Regions from separate parts of the Mus musculus genome. Here all the other regions are linked to region 2. Evidence: chromatin contacts called from public Hi-C and HiChIP or PLAC-seq data. All regions are on one chromosome and are shown on one strand. The core of a region is the stretch at or near the end of the contact, and the rest is flanking DNA. Distances in the headings are between cores, read along the strand shown.

Region 1 (4,140 bases), core at 1,413-3,912, 430 kb after region 2:
GAGGTTACTATGGTGGTTGATAGGTATCATAGCTAGGTAGAGCTATTGATTGCTTTCTTCCATAACCAATCAGAATGCAGAGTTGCAGAGCTTGGTCTCAACTGATAGATATCTACAATACAATAATTCTACTTAGATTCAGAAATTTTTATGGAAGGGAAGACAGAAAGATTGTAATAGAAAGTTTCCTGTGAGATTGTGTCTCCTATATTTGTCAGAAACTACACGAATAAAGTCTCACCAACATGATTGCCTAAAAGTGACCTGAGCACAGATGATACTAACAGATATGCTAATTTATATGGGATAAATCTCAGGCAGTTCTTGCCTAGATCAAGAGATGCAAATGACTAAGGAATGCTGAAAGCAGGAAAAATAATCTTCAACAAGGAACAGCATACTACATGGTCGTCCATTACCACACGTTCAGCACTGAAAACATATGCATGCAAGTAGCATCAACAAGACAGAGCAGGATGCATTTATGTATTTAGTAACACACACACACACACACACACACACACACACACACACACACACATACACTCACACACAATAACAGCAACAACAACAACCACAACAGCAGCAAGTATTTTAAAAAGAGGCCATGCATTATATGGAGAGCAAGGAGGTCTTATGTGGGAGGATTTGGTGGGGAGGGAGGGAGAAATCATATAATTATATTATAGAAATATTTAATGAAAAAATCTAAAGGGCAAAAACAAAAGCAAAAGGAAAAAGAAAAGTCCTGAAATTGTATTTTTCTTCCTCCCTACCTCCCTCCCTCCCTCCCTCCCTCCCTTCTTCCTATCTTTCTTCTTTCTTTCCCTTCTTCCCTCTTTTTGGGGAGCAAAAGCTCCAAATATAAACACAAAATAAAACTTGAATCATTCACGAACATAACCTAACAACCAGATAAAGTCAAACTGGCAGGCAACTTCACGAAACAAACCATCCTCATGAACACTCTAATGAGAAGCTAGCTGAAAATGTAACGGTTTCAATTCAAGTAAATCAGAGTATACTCTTACATGTTTCAGGGGACATGTTTTGTGGTTTTAAATTTATCTTGAGATTCCTATGCTTCATGTGTACTGAAGCCAAAAGGAAAAGATGAAAGAGAAGAGTTCAGATAAAACCCAGGACACTGCTTATTTTAAATATTCTTTTTTGAAATGTGAGATGCTCTTTATTTTGATTTTGCTGTTAAAATCAGAGACACAACCCATTAGACACTCTGCAACACTCAGCTTGTCTTTGAGTTCTTTATTCTGGATTGAATACTGCTGGCCTGGCCTGCATCTGGGGTATTTTATTTTTTCCTTCTAGATATCACTGGAGACATTTTCTGAGGGCAACCTATGTATCTTCTCATACTCCCTTGTTTTCTTTCCCCCTGTTTTCTAGCCCATCTCTGTCCTTCCTGCCCTCAGCACCAGGAACCTTCTTTGTACTTCCCTATGACCTTCTATCCATCCTATAACTTGCTTTGGTTTTTGGCTCCTCACAGTCATCCACCTCACTTATGCAATGAGTTCTGAGACCACAGAAGTAAAATTCAGATGCAACATGTACCCTTAGAATCATTCACGCATCTGTCAGAGCAAATCAGGATGCTCCTGGGTGCCAAGAATACTTTGCTTCCTCAGGCATGACCAGTTATTTGGATTCTCTTTTTCTCTTAGACAACTCACATACACATTTCAAAGTACCCAGACCTTTGCTGAAATGGCAAAGTTGTTGCGCACAAAGGCAACACATTCTAATCTATCCATCAGTAGCAACACATAATGTTGAAAAGGACCCATTAACTAGGATATATCATTAGCTATATAACTTTGGAAAAACTACTTAAAATATCGAGGGAACACTTATTAATTATTATTATTATTATGTAAATATGGTGGTAAGGAATTGATAAATATATCATTTAATGCTCTGAGAATAATGACTAAGTGACTGGCCAGTCACTGGGCTATCCATAACTAGAAAATAAGATTTTAGTAGTGAAATAAATGTTTTTAATATTCAACCCAGAAACTGGACTTTGCTGCTTATTAGCCAGGCATGTGTGAACATTTTAATAATCTCTTTTGAGTTTGTTATCTCCTCTACAAAAAAAGGAAATAATTAAAATAACTCAGAAAGCTACATTTTTATTGTTCATTTCTAAAATATATTTACTTATTTGCTGGCAATATCATCTTTTGAGGAGACTGGCATAGTTTGTAGTTCTAGTGGATCCTGGTAGATTTTATGGGCACATTGTCAGATCCATTCAACAATGTGAATTAGTTACTCAAGATTTCTTTTCTGCATGGGGTCTATAAGGGATGATGCTACGTGATCCTCTACAGGAAGCTAGTGTGGTGTCAATTCCTATTCTCCAAGTAAGAGATGTATTGGCACCATGCCCAGACAGCGGATGTCAGTAGAAGATCACATTGGAGCATCTATCTCCTTAATTATGAAATGAGGCCTGTCTATTTTTCTCTACAAAGGCTCTGGGACTCCTATGGATTCCCCTGAAGGTGCCTTAATCCCTTAAAGATACTAAACTGAATCCTTTCTTAGATGCTCAATTGAAACCTGAGGTTAGGGTAAAGTACATTTAAAGTTTTACAGCTCTCTGTGTGGGACTGGACAAAGCTCTTAAACATTTTATGGACCCCTAGGTAGCTACTTAAAGCAACTGTGGCTCCCAGAGAGCCAGGCACAGCTGTGAGTTGTGAAAACACAGCTTGATAAAATAATTTCACACATAGTTAGCAATGGCCTTATGTCTTTTTCTATGATGTTCTTTGTATTTTCACTTGACTTTTCATTCAAGCTCACCTGGAATCCACAGTAAGAGTGTAGTCTACCCAAAACCAGATAATGACTCTAATCTTACCTTGCTCATGGATGAATACAAGGTGATAGGTAGAGTTAACAAAGGAAAATCTAGACAATGTCATGTAAATTATTTTTTTTTTGCTGCCATTTGTTAATTACATGGATTTTTAATAGATTTTCTGATGTTAATGCATGAGATAACTGAAGTTCAGAAAAGCTGACTTCTCAGAAATGCAGGTGCCTTTGAGGGCCTCCATGCAGAAGTACATTAAAATGACATGGAAAGTACAAACTCTCACCTGTCTTCCATCCAGCTTCTGGCTACTCATGCCACTTTAGTATCAAGTGCTCTGATGTCAGAAACATAGTATTTAGAAGCAACTCTGATAAAGTTGCATTGCTGCCCGAGTTCAAAGCTAAGGCCTAAGCTACATGGTGAGTCTCCATCTTTTAGGGTATCCCAGGAATACTTTTTCCTCTCGATTTGAGACAATTTGGTGTAGTTTAGTATAGTTTCTAAAAATTGCATGGGGACCCTTGCTTGGACTTGTGCAGTTGTAGGAAAAAATGTAAGCATGCCGGCCTGCTTGGCATAGGATGCTTCTAAAGAAGAAGCATGGCACATGTTCCTGAAGTCAGAATACTGAGTTTTAAGGTGACCCTAGTAGCTGGTAGCTGACTAGCAGACAAGAGTCTACACTTTACATGTCGTTTCCAACATGTTTCATCTGCCTAGACACCTTCATTATTCAATTTGGGGTAATATGCTAACCATACAGTGGAAGCCAATAGGCTTCCACTATATAACTGGTTGTTCACATACAATAGGCCCTCTTCTGAGTGGTTTATCTTTGTGCCCTTTACCAATCCACGGCCATTGCTATTTTGTTGTAGGACATTCAGTAATCACAATACATAATCATCTTCATAAAGATGGTTTACTCCCAAGGATGATCCGGAGAAGAGGGAGACACCAGATTTTCACAGCTTCTGTTTTGCTAAATTTTGTCCCATAACTTCCAAGATCAGTACAATTTTCTTATCTGCAAACATTTCTAGAGGGTATAAAATCAACATTATCTGAAGGTACATTTGTGCTCAACCTTCTGTAAAATAGTTCTGCTTTTAGGGCATTTGATGGAAGGAAGGAGTACAGTAATCAATGTGTACAGGTCTCTGTTTTCAAAGGATTTTGGTCACAATAACCTTGATGTGATAATCTCTTCAGAGTCTATATGTGTATATAAACAAACAGTAAAGCACAAACATATATAGTTTTAATTTGTCATCTATGCAATAATACTG
Region 2 (4,340 bases), core at 73-2,572:
CTAATTCTCTGGCTGATATTTGGGTCCATCTTTCTACGATCCTCTCAACTGTTCTAACGACACAAAGTTCCATTTTGGGAGTTGTACCAGGCCACCTTGGGAAAACAAAATCTGTCTCCATTTCTCAATTGCCATTTGAGGGTCCAGCGGAAAGAACACAAATTTGAACAAACAGTATTTCATTGTATATTCAACAGAGAAACACACTCTTGTATGTCAACATTACGAGGAAGGCTGAGGATAGCTTTATAGTTTCTCTGAGGAAACGATCGTTCAGTTGGTACAAACGCTTATAGGACTTTTTATCTTACTCTTCATAGCCACTGGTCCCTGAAGAGAAGCTCTTTTATCACACTGGATTTCTCTGTTTCCCACTTGAGAACCTTAACCCCTTGGAGTAGGATCTATGCGCTTTGTAATCCAGAAGTTTTTATTCGGATACCATACTCATTTCTATCCTGGCACATGTTAGCAAGAGAAGAGTAAAAATTGTTAATTCATGGGAGAAAATAACAGCATTAATGAATGTATAGATTTACAAAGACACACATATACCATACTCATTTCTATCCTGGTACATGTTAGCAAGAGAAGAGTAAAAATTGTTAATTCATGGAGAAAATAACAACATTAATGAATGTATAGATTTACAAAGACACACATATACCATACTCATTTCTATCCTGGTACATGTTAGCAAGAGAAGAGTAAAAATTGTTAATTCATGGAGAAAATAACAGCATTAATGAATGTATAGATTTACAAAGACACACATATACCATACTCATTTCTATCCTGGTACATGTTAGCAAGAGAAGAGTAAAAATTGTTAATTCATGGGAGAAAATAACAGCATTAACGAATGTATAGATTTACAAAGGCACACATCATTGGATTGCTTTTGAACCCCATTCTCACTCCCCAGTCCTGTGCACCTAGGAGATACAGCATATAGCTTAGGTTGTTATGTATGCAAGGGGATTTAGAAGAGATCCTTTGGAGGAATGTCATATTTTAAAGATGGAGCTACTTTAAAAAAAAAAAGAGTCTCTCTGACCTTGAGTAAGCAACTTTATACACCATCTTACATGGCTGGTTTTAAATTGTCTGTTAGAGGCCACAATGGTAGCTGTTCTGCCAGGCCCTGAGACTGTTCAAGGGATGAAGCGAGATAATGCAGGTGAAGTCTTAAGTACTGGCTTAAGGGCAGCTGTGTGCGTAGTGTTTGAAAAATGTGCGCACTGGGAGCAGGAGGCTTGATTTCAAGCCTCCAGGCTGCACATCTTGAAGCTGAACTATGTTCAGGGTGAATCAAACAATTCCAAATACTGGCAGCAGGGGGCGCTCTTGCACTTTCCTTAGATTGTCCTAATCGGCTAAGAGGAGGAAACAACTTTTTGTCTCCATTTTCTAATTTAGTTCTTGGGTCCATTTGGGTGTGGAGGACAACATTGTGTCCGTTCACTGGGATGGTCCAGCCCATGAATTTCCAAAATGGCAGCAGTCTGATCTAGATTGATTTTGTTTTTATCTGTGCTTTGTGTAGGTGCCACAGACAATCTGGGTCCCTGGTCTGGCATGTAGGACAGATAGGTGCTGACCCTGTGACCTAAATTTCACAAGAAGAGTCCAGGTCAACAAAGAGTTTGATAGTTCGAGGGGCCAAACTGTCTTCTGGCTTGTTCATGATCGACCTGTGGTAGCATGGTGTGTAGCAGTAGCGGGGATATTCTGCTGTACTGTCAGGAATGAAGATGAGATGTGGAATGTGGGTCCTAGGGGGTACATCTTAAAAGCCCTAGCTAGTGTGGATGGGTCGTTATGGGACGGCATCAATGAGTAAATGAGTCCATGTTGCATCATTGCCATCTTATCATGGACACTGGAAGCCTTGAAGATAAATGAGAAAGGTGTGAGACACATATGGCATATATGGGTTTACAGAAACTCAGCTCAGGCCTCACACTCTGGTATGCTTTGTGCTGGTCTTTGATGTGTGTGTGTGTGTCAGAGTGGGGGTTAGGGGTTTCTACACCATACCCCTTTTGTTGATACTGACAATATAAAACCAAGAGGACAGTATAAGTAATTTTCCCAATGCAACTGACCAAGTTTTTTAAAAATGTGTATCATATACATATGTGTCTATATATGGCATATATGTATATATCATATATAAAATATATTTTAGACATAGTGCCAAAAGTGTGTGTGTATATACATACATATATATATATATATATATATATATATATACACATGTATATATATGTATATACACACACACACACACACACACACACATATATATATATATATATATATATATATATTCATTCAATTCTTGGATTGCAACCAATTAAGCCATTAAAGCGAGGTAAGTTGTTCCTTTAATCTGTGAATTTCATGTGAGTTTTACTAATGTCCCAATCACAAATCATGCCAAAATGAGGAGCTGAGTCCCACATTAAACTTGAGTTTCGTTAGCCTCCTTAAGCTCAGAAAAGCTTCCTGTCTTTTGCGACAATACTACCTTGGAAGGACACAGATTGAGGTATGTTGTAGACTCTTCCTCAAGCCAGTTTTCCCCACGATGCCTTGTGATCAGATTCAACTCCCGCATTTCTAGCCCCAGCATCGTGGAAGGGCTACTGTGTCTTTTCAAGCACTATGGTGGATACACATAATGCCAGCTTCCCTCATTACTGGTGATGTGAGCTATTTGCCTAAGGTCCTTTCTGCCAGGCTTCTCTGCTGCCAAGGCTCTGAATTTCCCTTTGTAGCTAATGCGTAGCCCTATTGGCAGACTCTTCCCGTGGCTGACTTCTGCCTCCCGTCACACAGCAGTACCTTGTTTGTTCTCACCTTGATGTTTCTTATATGCATTGATGATGGTGAACAGCCCAGCAAGTGCGCCTGTTTCTTCCCTTCCTCCCACTTTTGTTCTCAGTTGTACATGGCAAGGAAAACCAATTCCTTCTTTCATATTTCTCCCAGAAAAAAAATCCTCTTTATAAGAGTTCACATCCTTGAGCACACATGATAGGAGCTGGTAGCCAGGCCTTAAAATTATGCTCTTTAGCCTTATGGACTAGTAGCATTTTTCACATTTGTGCAGTGTACCAGACAACACGTAAGTACTATGTCCTTTTGTTGCAAACAAGGAAACCGAGGCTCAGAAAACGCACCTCCTCACCACACATGCTTCCCTCAACATGATCAGGATTTGATTTTGTGAGCTCCCTCTGGGCATGGCAGGTAGGTAAGTTGCATTTAGATCTTCTAAACACTTAGCCTCACAGATGCCAAGCTCTGTCCTTCTCTGTGAATGAATGCACGGATGAACAAACGAAGACAAAAGCAGTGTGATCTAATAAATTGCCCCCTTCCTTCCTTCTGGGTCCAGGGAGCTCTATTCACCTCCGATCATTGCAAAGTCTAGTATTGGAGCTGCCCCTGGGAAAGGTACTTATTATGTACTGAGATCGGGAACCCTGCTGAGGAGGGTGGGGATGTGCAAATGACTGAACATCCTGGGTGTTCATGCATCCTATAAGGACAAGTGGATCCGGGATAGAGGATGCTACTCCCTTGTCCCAAAGACAGTCCTTTCTAATAGATGTTAGATCCATCTATTGCTCTCACTCTAGTTTGATATCTGAGTGCCACTACTTGGGCTGGGCAGGAGGTTTCCTGCAGATTCTCATGGAATCCATACGAAATGCTGGACTTCCCCTCAAACTCTGGCAGGGCTCAGGGTCTGACCTCTGTTCAAGTTCCTGGTTGCAGCTCGGTACGAGATATGGAGTGAACAATGATCAGACAGTGAGCTGTAGCCAAGCACCTGACCCCAGGATGCTATGGAGGATTTGCTATCCGTCAGCCTGTGCTAACAGGAGGGGCTTCCCTGGGCTAACGCCATCTGCATGAGGCTTGTAATTCTGGGCTTATACTTCTCTGCAAGTGGCTGCGATGTGATTGAGTGTTAGCTACTTGGACTTGAACTTGTACATGTGGGACACAGGTTGATTTCAGGACTGGCCTATCTCTAAATAGCTTTCTTTCTCCAGAATTAAATGGGCAATGATTTTTTTGGGGGGAGGGGGTCAAGTCAATGTATTTTTCCAACCTCGTGGTCTTGCTTTCATTTGTTTGCAATTTGGGGTGAGAGACACAGCTGTCTTGGTGGCTTCCCTGTTTGTGTGTTCCCCTTACCCTCCCTGACACTTTCAGACTTCTAGAACACGATTCCCTCCTCTTTTAGAAGCTGATGGGTCTTGCTCCAAAGGAACGGACAACCTTGGAAGAATTCCCCTCAAATAGGGCTCCGTGTCTGTGTT
Region 3 (4,018 bases), core at 76-2,575, 370 kb after region 2:
TGCTCTTCATTTTGAAGGTTTCTGTTTGGGTCTTTCTCAAAATCTTTGCTGTTTTTCTCACTGTGGCAGCTATTGTATTTTCTTCGACCATCTTGGATCCTTGTAATCATTCTTTTTAAAACTTATTTTTTTTATTCCTCTCTCATAGAATACATCCTGATGGCAGCCTCCCCTCTCCATTTCCCACAGTGATTCCCACCCTTCCCCCAAATCCAGTTTCTGTGTTTCCCTTCAGAAAAGTATAGGCCTCCCAATAATATCAACCGAACATGGTATAGAAAGATGCAATAAGACTAGGCATAAACCCTCATATCAAGGCTGGAGGAGGCAATGCAATAGGAGGAAAAGGGTCCACAGTCAGGCAAGAGTCCTCATTCCCACTATTCATGCATTACCTTGGTATCATTTTTGTTGGTCTATTGACAACCAGTTACCATGTCCCTGGGAGCATTGTGTCCCTTTGTATTTTCTTCCACACACCACACCCCCCCTTTTTAAACCATACTTTGAGATTTATATATCCAGTGAACCATTCTTGCTATCACCTTTATAAGACAGTTTTTGTGCTAAGCAGCTTTCTTATAAAAACCTGTCTTATGGTTATGGGTTTGATATGTTGTGTTTGCTCTGAGAAGGACCCAGTCTCTTTTTGCAATCTGCTGAAATCCTAAAGATTGTGATAATTCAGAGTTTACTGACACTAAGAGTGGTGCAAATTCAGAAATAAGTTTATTCTCATGATAAAATCAGTCACAGTAGCTTAGGGTCTTCATCAGTTGTAGCATCCTAAGGTCTGAGGGTTTGTGAACTTCCTAAATGATATGAGTATCTTCTCCAAAACAAAGCTGTATGGTTACTCTCGGTTGCTCTTCTCAGCAGTATGAAAATCTATGGCAACTGTAAATTTTTCCGGTAGCTAGGATTTTGGTAGCATTTTCTGAGTCTCTCCTATTCATTCTTTCTCTTACACATGTGAAGTCTCCTCCTCAACTGGAGAGCTTGATAGCAGTTGCCTCAGAAACATTTTCTTCTTTATAGGCTACTTTCCCAAGTATCTGAATCAGCCTCTTTCCTGCTAAGTTCAAGCATTTCTGCATGACCACTCTCCTCAAAAAGTTCCTGTCTACTTATTGTTTTCTATTTCCTTTCTGGAAGAGGAAACATGTGCTGAATCGCTGTTCAGTCATCATATAATGTCCTCCAATGATGTTTTACAGCTTTAGTGGTACCCTCAAAGCCCGTTTGGTATTTCACTACTTAGCTTCCATCCACTCTTCTTTTCATCCATCTATGGCTTCAGTGGGGCCTTGGAACTTTGTGACCCCATAGATCAGACATTCCAGTGGCTGTGTGAAACTACCCTGTGGTGTGTTATCTCATAGCTTACCATTGTAATGGAAAGACTGGCAGGTAATTTTTAATCAAATTTAGTGAAATGAAAACAACAGCCAAAGACTGGGTCCGTTACAGGGAACTACAAAGGAGAATTGGAGCTTTGTTGAAAGGCTTCATGGAAACTCCTTGATGTGGATTTTGACAGATGAAGATAAGCATTGGCCAGGTGGCGAAACATGTGAAACCCTTGCCATGCTAATTTGCCTGGGAAATGCATTATGTTTAACAAAAGATGCTGGCTTAATTTGTAATGATACCCGTAAAAACTTAATTTAACCAGCTATGCTTTTTATTTTTTATATCTCAGGATAATATTTAATTACACTGGTTCTTCACAGAATCTATGTCTTCCAGTGGCTGAATGCAGTTTTATTCATTTGCACATACACAAAGCATTTTGTTTAAAGAGCTTCTCTCTTTGTTATTAATCTAGTTAATGGCTTATTCTTTGAATATTAATAATAAGAAACAAAAACATTCCTCATACGTTGCAGGAGTATTTGAATCTCACTCCAGGGAATCAGGTAGTTCATGAGCAATTCCTTGCATTAATCATATTGATGACGTAGAAACTCTTCTGAGGCGTTGATTTATATTAGATATTACTAAAAGAACTAAACAGAATCACAAATAGAAAATGCTAAATACTAAAACATAAACACTAGTTTTCCAATGTTTTGTATATGAATTATCCATAGTTAATCATTAATTTTAACATAGTGATAATTCAGTATATTTCCATTTAAAAGGTGTTACAGAGTATGTGAGTATTAGGTGCCATTCTTCCTAATGCTTCAAATAATTGTTGAAAAATAAAACCTGGCTAAACTGATAACTTGGGCAACACAGATTATGTTCATGCTAAAACAAACTGTCTCATCTAAAATTTTGTACCTTTGAGTCAGCTACAGTGAATTGTTACTATAGGGGATTATGAGATGCTAGAGGGTGAATTTTCTTTTGTGTTCCATGGAGAATGAGATGCAGAGATTCTGATCCTGAGGGTCATGTGAATTTATAAATAGCCCCATTCTCTAGCTATAGAAACCTGGGCTTTGGGTGTTGGTAGAATCTTTATATAATATGAGTTTCTTGAAAATAGATTTTGTAGAAATCTCTAAGTATTTATGCTTTTTATTCTGTTAAAGAATACCATCCACTCAGTCTAGAAATAGAGAGCCAAGTAAAATATACTTTGGGGCTGGTTATTGTCACTAATTGTTAGTTTATTAATTTAGCTGTAAGTGATGACATCAAATCATATAGAGATTAAAGAACTGACATTACATGGGATATCAATCTTAGGCTCTCCTAAAGTGGGGCTGTCATTGATAAATCTATTTATGATTGTATACCCTGTGTCTTTTTTGTGAATATTGATTCATATATTCCACAGATGGCTGATACACTTTATGGAATTCTTGTTACTTAGGAGCAAAAAATAATAATAATTCCCCCTCTTCAATCTTCAAGGATTATATTATGTATTTGTGATAAAAAGTTCCAGGCTTGATCTCTTCAGTTGCTGTCTGTGTAGCACATCCTTTGCTGTTAGGGATAAATAATGAAGAGACAGATGTTTGAAATGAACTTTGAGGTTCATCTGCAAAATACAACTTTGCTTAAGTAATAATTGTTAAAGTTTTTTCAGCATACTGAGGAATTTTATTCTACATCTTAGTTAAGTGGTAACTACCCAATGAGCCTTCTAAAATTCATGTCCAATGATACAACCCAGTATAAACTCATAGCCTATATGAGCAATAACTAATAGAGCAATTTCACTTTCATTATGTGCTTCTTAAAAAAAAACTGTGAAATCAAACATTGGATGTTTCTTTGGTCATTTTTGGTCATTTTCATTTCTCTGTTATCTCCCCTGTTAATCAGTTTGATATCACAGGCTCTGGTATCTGATAACTATTTGAATCACTAGGCAATAGTGATTCACCTGTCTCTTTATTAGAACGTCTTCTTGGGCAATTCCCTTGTCAGCCTTGGGCCTCCAATTATTCAGCTGGAAAATACAGAGGTGTTGGGAGGGGAATAGCATTGGTAAAAGACAGCAAAACTATCAGAATGGTGCATGGCACATGCTGGATGTTCAGTAAATATCAACTGTTGTTACTGTTTCTTCTACACACATGCCCAGGCTATATGCATTAGCTAATTTTCTCATATCTGACTAGGAGCACCAGTCATGTGCTTATTAAAGAGGGATTGGAGTGAGCTTAGTGTCTATATAGAAGAATCCTGAACAGAGGGATCATAGCTTTAAAATAATGGCTTCCCTGATGATCAACACAAAACACAAATCCCTGTGGTGGCTTCGATCCTGTGTGAACATCTTATCTTTAGAATTCCACACCTTGTTCACGCATATTCTCAACCGGATAATATGCTGCCCCTGCTTCAGACCACAGCTTAATGCCCATGCCACTGATGTCATGCAGCTCTGTGGGTAACTCCAGCCAGCCTGCGCCCCTCGGCCTTATGCTTCTAGGAAACTGGCTGTGTTCCTCAGCATGTTCAATGTAACCAATGCTCTGTTTTTCCCCTAGACCCAATCTCCAGGATAGGGGTTAGGCTTCTTCATCATTCCATACCTTTGCAAAGTGCTGGG

What was found. Hi-C and Micro-C count contacts between places; a contact is called where the count stands out from the background. HiChIP or PLAC-seq counts read pairs in DNA pulled down with a chosen protein or histone mark.
Region 1: a Hi-C map of the N1E-115 cell line shows a contact between it and region 2, with 7 times the contacts expected there. The contact joins two enhancer-like sites. A contact is called at or near these places in 2 of 484 Hi-C or Micro-C datasets (the N1E-115 cell line and bone marrow-derived macrophages) and 2 of 115 datasets of contacts at active chromatin or transcription factors (acute myeloid leukemia and large pre-B cells).
Region 3: an H3K4me3 HiChIP or PLAC-seq map of the SCID.adh cell line shows a contact between it and region 2, with 5 times the contacts expected there. The contact joins two enhancer-like sites. A contact is called at or near these places in 1 of 15 datasets of contacts at CTCF or cohesin (large pre-B cells), 2 of 484 Hi-C or Micro-C datasets (the G1E-ER4 cell line and Th1 cells) and 5 of 115 datasets of contacts at active chromatin or transcription factors (DN3 thymocytes, the SCID.adh cell line, acute myeloid leukemia and 2 more).

Annotation. Positions count from the first base shown.
Region 1 is chr15:63,217,128-63,221,267 of GRCm38.p6, reverse strand. No RefSeq gene overlaps it. Among named protein-coding and RNA genes, the nearest start is that of Gm30159, 74 kb to the right of the region's middle. Within about 2 kb of position 2,662, at least 3 of the 459 cell types and tissues checked have an H3K27ac peak or open chromatin away from gene starts, as enhancers often do. A contact at or near this core is called in the N1E-115 cell line, where this site is marked.
Region 2 is chr15:63,649,728-63,654,067 of GRCm38.p6, reverse strand. No RefSeq gene overlaps it. Among named protein-coding and RNA genes, the nearest start is that of 4930449C09Rik, 66 kb to the left of the region's middle. Within about 2 kb of position 1,322, at least 38 of the 459 cell types and tissues checked have an H3K27ac peak or open chromatin away from gene starts, as enhancers often do. A contact at or near this core is called in the N1E-115 cell line and the SCID.adh cell line, where this site is marked.
Region 3 is chr15:63,277,363-63,281,380 of GRCm38.p6, reverse strand. No RefSeq gene overlaps it. Among named protein-coding and RNA genes, the nearest start is that of Gm41335, 78 kb to the left of the region's middle. Within about 2 kb of position 1,325, at least 10 of the 459 cell types and tissues checked have an H3K27ac peak or open chromatin away from gene starts, as enhancers often do. A contact at or near this core is called in the SCID.adh cell line, where this site is marked.